2 separate regions of the Ovis aries genome follow, and region 2 is linked to region 1. A link is a contact called in public Hi-C data. All regions are on one chromosome and are shown on one strand. The core of a region is the stretch at or near the end of the contact, and the rest is flanking DNA. Distances in the headings are between cores, read along the strand shown. Region 1 holds the start of CUL5 (cullin 5). Region 2 holds the start of DDX10 (DEAD-box helicase 10).

What was found. Hi-C and Micro-C count contacts between places; a contact is called where the count stands out from the background.
Region 2: a Hi-C map of muscle shows a contact between it and region 1, with 5 times the contacts expected there. The contact joins the promoter of DDX10 here to the promoter of CUL5 in region 1. A contact is called at or near these places in 5 of 16 Hi-C or Micro-C datasets (blood, hypothalamus, muscle and 1 more).

The regions. Positions count from the first base shown.
Region 1 is chr15:17,272,117-17,275,017 of ARS-UI_Ramb_v3.0, forward strand. CUL5 (cullin 5) reads left to right here and starts at 1,587. Exons shown (of 18, transcript XM_042232882.2): 1 at 1,587-2,039.
Region 2 is chr15:18,040,607-18,043,882 of ARS-UI_Ramb_v3.0, forward strand. DDX10 (DEAD-box helicase 10) reads left to right here and starts at 1,805. Exons shown (of 18, transcript XM_004016001.6): 1 at 1,805-2,099. The coding sequence starts at 1,914.

The DNA.
Region 1 (2,901 bases), core at 337-2,836:
GTCAGACCAATCACGTTGAAATGGGAGTCTGATCATACCACTCCTCTGTTCAGAAACCTGCAATGATTGCCCATCTCACTGAGAATAAGAGCCAGTCTTTGCTGTGGTCTACAAGGCCCGAAAAGGCCTTCTGCTCTTCTTACTCTCTCTCTAAACACACTAACCTTCTAACTAACTGTTCCTCTGAAACTCTGGGCAACTTGCCACCTGTGCTCCCCCCATTGCTGTCCTCCCAAATATGTCCTGGCATTCTCCTTCACCGCTTTCAAGTCTTTTTGCTCAAATGCCATCTTCTCAGTGAGATCTACTTGGATCCCTCTGTTTAAAACTGCATTCCTCTTCTCTGCTTTATTTTACTCTATTCAGTTCAGTTCAGTCGCTCAGTCGTGTCTGACTCTTTGCGACCCCATGAATCACAGCACGCCAGGCCTCCCTGTTCATCACCATCTCCTGGAGTTCACTCAGACTCACGCCCATCGAGTCCGTGATGCCATCCAGCCATCTCATCCTCTGTCGTCCCCTTCTCCTCCTGCCCCCAATCCCTCCCAGCATCAGAGTCTTTTCCAATGAGTCAACTCTTCTCATGAGGTGGCCAAAGTACTGGAGTTTCAGCTTTAGCATCATTCCTTCCAAAGAAATCCCAGGGTTGATCTCCTTCAGAATGGACTGGTTGGATCTTGCAGTCCAAGGGACTCTATAGCTCTAACTTATTTCTCACATTTTATGTATGAATGAACAGTTCGGAAATGTGTAGAATACAATACTGGGTATATTGTTCAATTCAGTTCAGTCGCTCAGTTGTGTCCGACTCTTTGCGACCCTGTGAATTGCAGCACGCCAGGCCTCCCTGTCCATCACCAACTCCTGGAGTTCACTCAAAATCACGTCCATCCAGTCGGTGAGGCCATCCAGCCATCTCATCCTCTGTCATCCCCTTTTCCTCCTGCCCCCAATCCCTCCCAGCATCAGAGTCTTTTACAGTGAGTCAACTCTTCACATGAGGTGGCCAAAGTACTGGGGTTTCAGCTTTAGCATCATTCCTTCCAAAGAACACCCAGGGCTGATCTCCTTTAGAATGGACTGGTTGGATCTCCTTGCAGTCCAAGGGACTCTCAAGAGTCTTCTCCAATGCCACAGTTCAAAAGCACACACAGGTATATTGTAGATTCTACATATAAATTATATTCCCTTTATTTGGCCAGTGGTTTGAGGTCTGAAGTGATAAAGCGTAGGGGTCTTAGGGTATAGGATGTGCTGGTATACCTGATCAACCTCTTAGAGGTTATTTCAGTGCCAGGCCCTCTTGAGTAGAAATATTAATAGTTAACACGTTCGTGCATGGATTCATTGATTCATGCAAACAAATATTTCTTGGGGCCCTTCTATGCGCCAGTTCTTGAAAACAGCTATTACAAGCATTTCACTCAGGATAACGTCTTTTTCGTAACCTCCCCACAGCACGCGGCGGTGGAAGACACATACTCCTGCCAGCAGAGGGCGTCCCCTCGCCCTCGCGGCGTGTTCTGGGCCCACGACGCTTTCAGGCTCCCACGCTCGCTCCCGAGCGCGGCCCCGCCTGCCGCGTCACGTGACGCGGCCGCCGAACCAGAGCGGCCGGTCCCAAACCGAGCTAAATTCGTTGCCAGTGGCCTCTGCGGGTGCCACCACAGAGGCTCATCTGAAGGAGTGGGGAGGCTCGTGGAGCCGATGCTTCCTCTTCCGATTTCAGGTCGGCTCCTGTTCCCTCTCACCTTTCGCCGCTGCCGTCTCCCCGAGTGTTTGCATGAGCTCTCTCGTACGGGGAGGCCCCGGTGACCATGTAGGGAGGGAAGAGCGAGGAAGCTCCGGGAGTGAGGGACGAGGTCAGCGCTGTGTGCACGCCGGCGCCCACCACATCCACAGTGCGGGCCGGGGGGCCCCTCGGCCCAGGTGGGACACTCGGGCCTGCAGTAGTGGCCTGGCACGGAGCTCCACGAAATCTCGCGCGGTCTCGCGAGAGTCTAAGTTGAAGGAATATGGCGACGTCTAATCTGTTAAAGGTAAGACCCTCAGTCCGTCTTGGATTTCTACTCCGGGAGCGGTGGGTTCAGCTCTCGGGGAATGGCTCGGTTCTGGTTCAGCGGCGAAATGGGGGAGTGTTCAGGGGTTGTCTACCGGAAGGGAAGCCAGGGAGGCAGCCGCCGAGGAGTGGAACGCGATTCTCCGGCCTTGGGGTCGAGAGGCCCTGGTTGTCCCTGGTGCCGGTTGCCTGGTGTATGAAAGGCCCGGCCGAGGGCCGACGGCGGGCAGTGGTCTCAAGGGGCCAGCGCTGGCTCGGGACCCCGGAAGAAAGGTGGTGCAGCGTCCTGACGGATCGGTCAGTTAGTGTCCTTAGGGTCTCAGTTTCTTCTGAAGCGGGAGTCTTGAGACGCATTAAAAAAAAAAAAAAGAAAAGAAAATCCCAGAAAATGTTGCTAACAGGTTTTAATGACTTGGATCCCCACCTCCTCAGTTTCTCTTCTCATTCTGTCTGCGCGGAATTCCAAGTCAGACGGCAGCGCCTGAAGCCCCAACTCCCTCCCTTAACTGCGGGCTACACCTTCTCTTCTGTTCTTCCTTTCTTGAGTTCGTATGTTTACCCTTTTTAACTTAGGAAACTGTTCCTCAACCCCATTACAGCACGCAACCAGATGACTACAGTGGAAGCACTGCCGTTGTCTTAGGGCTTAGGAAAGTTGCCTTATCAAAGACAACCGTTAAAGTTAGTTTTATGTATTTGGGATAGCAAGGGGGATCTAGGCCTAGAGAAGCGGATTCTTTACCATCAGTTACAAAGTTGAGAGGAGAAGGAGGAAGACCTGACACTAGTTTCGTCTGTGGTATGTTTGTAGTAGGCAATACTTTATACCTTAAAAGTACTAC
Region 2 (3,276 bases), core at 555-3,054, 770 kb after region 1:
TTGTGCTTTTTAGATTCCACATATAAGTTATATCATATAGTGTTTGTCTTTCTGTCTGACTTATTTCACTTAGCTTAATGTGCTCCAAGTCCATACACATTGCTGCAAATGGCAAAATTTCATTCTTTCTTTATGGCTGAGTAATATTCCATTTTATATGGATGGGATATACATTGTATATGTATATTCCATCATATAACCATATGTTTGTGTGTGTGTGTATATATATGTATATGTATGTATGTACACTACCACTTGTTTATTCATTCATCTCTTGATGGATATATAGGTTGCTGCCATATCTTGACAATTGTGAATGATGTTGCTATGAACATTGGGATGCATGTATCTTTTTGAACTAATGCTTTTTCTTTTTTCCAGATACATACCCAGAAGTGGAATGCTGGGTCCTATGATTGTTCTTTTTTTAGAGAAACCTCCATAATGTTTCCCAGCTGCACCAATTTACATTCCCACCAACACTGTATGAGGGTTTCCTTTTTCCTACATTCTTACCAACATTTGTTATTTGTTAAAACTCAGATTTGTTTTTTTAAAAAAGGGGGGGCATCCTCTGACTCTGCAGTCAAAATAAGATCCCCAAAGTACATATTTTATCACAATAATTTAGCAATTAGATGATTATGTAATAGTGCCTGTTTCTTTGTTCTCATAAAATGTCATTAGGCAAAAATAGTCAATGTTGAAATTTAGCAGTTTTGGGGGGTATATACTCTTTCGAACTTTTACACATTTGAGATAAAATACAAAGCTCTTATGTTATATCTTGCAACGAAGACCCAACACAGTCAAATAGATACATATTAAAAAATAAAAATAAGCAGCACAGGTGGAAGTTTTGGAAACTTTTTTAAAAATAGAAACTTTCTAAAATAGTGAAAACTTATTAGATTCTGTTTATTGTACCTTGAAGGAATTTGTTCTTATTGAAAACTATCAATGAATGAAAAAAATGCAAATAGGTGCAAAGATTGGTATTTATCATGTTTCAAGAAATGATAAAGAGAATGAAAATGTATGTCAGCAAAATGTTAAACGTTCAAAATTGAAGTTGGATTTCAAAAGCATACATGCAGCTATTAGTGCTATGGACTAAAGACTATGTACGTGCTCACTCGTTCAGTCGTGTCGGACTCTGCCACCCCATGGACTGTAGCCCGCCAAGCTCCTCTGCCTATGGGAGTTTTCAGGCAAGAATACTGGAGTGGGTTGCCGTTTTCTGCTCCAGGGGATCTTTCCGACCCAGGGAATGAACTTGGGTCTCCTAGGTGTATTTTTCACCATTGAGCCACCTGGAAACCCCACAGACTCTATACTTAGAGGGTAAAATATTAAAAAACAACAACAAAGAATTAACACAATAGCAAATCATTCCGCTCCCCGGGCTGAAACGTGAAAAACGAGGATCACAATTCTAATCCACAGATTTTGTGTGGATGTATACTGGGGTTTGCGGGATGTGTGTTAGCCTGCGGTTTTCCAAGGAAAACGCAGGGCAAAGTAACAGCCTTTTAAGAGTTAGGTTGTATGACGTCACCATAGTAACAGCAAGCAGGGCTCGTGCGCCTATTTAAAGCGACTGCATGCTTTAGGAGCCACTCAGCCCGGTCCTCTTCCTCAGACTGCTCCGCCTCTACTTCCACCAGAGACTCATTCGCTCCGCCCCGCGAATTCCAAGTCGCCAATCACCATCCAGTTTTCCCTGGCTGTGGACGGCGCGTGCCCCGGTTTTAAAAGCTCAGGGCGGGGGGGGGTGGGCTTCTGGTTTCGCGCCTGCGCATTCGTGCTCTCGCCCCACGCCGGTTCCGCGTCCTCTCAGTGCGTGATCTCCGCGCCTGGCCCGAGAGGTCTCAAGTCTCACCGAGCTGTGGGCTGTCGCCGTCGCCGCCGCGATGGGAAAAACCGCGGACTCTCGGGCTACGGGAGCCCGGCCCGACCCGGTGCGGAGCTTCAATCGTTGGAAGAAGAAACACAGCCACAAGCAGAGCCAAAAGAAGCAGTTGAGGAAGCAGCTGAAGAAACCCGAGTGGCAGGTCGAGCGCGAGGTTATCAGCCGCCTCATGCAGAATTACGAGAAGGTGAGGCCGGCGCCGGGGAGGGGGCGCGGGGCCGCATGTCCTTGCCGCACTGGGCTGCATGGGCGAGCGGGCCGACCGGTCACTGGGACCTTGCCTGGGGAGCAGGAGAAGGGGGTGGGATGCGAGGTGCCTCCGGGGGCTCCATTGAGGCCACAGGTGGTCTGCTGGGTGCCAAGCCCAGGCCTCCTGACCGACCAGGCCGCCCTCTGGCTCACTACAATGGTTTTGATAAAATGGGGAAAATGTAGTAGTGCTTAAGCATAAGGAGATTAATTGCTATTATAGTTATCAGTTCAGTTCAGTCGCTCAGTCGTGTCCGACTCTTTGTGACCCCAGGACTACTGCAGCACGCCAGACCTCCCTGCCCATCACCAACTCCCGGAGTTTATTCAGACTCTTGGCCATTGAGTCGGTGATGCCATCCAACCATCTTATCCTTTGTCGTCCCCTTCTCCTCCTGCCTTTAATCTTTCCCAGCATCAGGCTCTTTTCAGATGAGTCAGTTCTTCGCATCAGGTGGCCAAAGTATTGGAGTTTCAGCTTCAGCATCAGTCCTTCCAATGAATATTCAGGATTGATTTCCTTTAGGATGGACTGGTTGGCTCTCCTTGCAGTCCAAGGGACTCTCAAGAGTCTTCTCCAACACCACAGTTCAAAAGTATCAATTCTTCGGCGCTCAACTTTCTTCATAGTCCAACTCTCACATCCATACATGACTACTGGAAAAATCATAGCTTTGACTAGACGGACCTTGGTTGGTTAAGTAATGTCTCTGCTTTTTAATATGCTGTCTAGGGTGGTCATAACTTTCCTTCCAAGGCGCAAGCATCTTTTAATTTCATGACTTCAGTCCCCATCTGCAGTGATTTTGTAATGTTCGTAAAAATAATACAACCTAATGGTAAATAATGACACATTGTAAGCCACTCACCATGTGGTTTACATTAATTATTTGACTTGATCTGAGGTATTGGGTCTTATTTCCCTTTTACAGATGAGAACCTTGAGGATCCAGGAGAATAAGAAACTTGTCTTTAGCTCTCACATGTATTAAGTGGTGTGGGATTGGAACCAAGACTCATATCTCTGATTCCGAAGCCTTTGCTTTTAACCATTATGCCAGAGTTGCGTCTCTGAACATCACCCATCCTTAATATACTTATTTCATTTTCTCAAC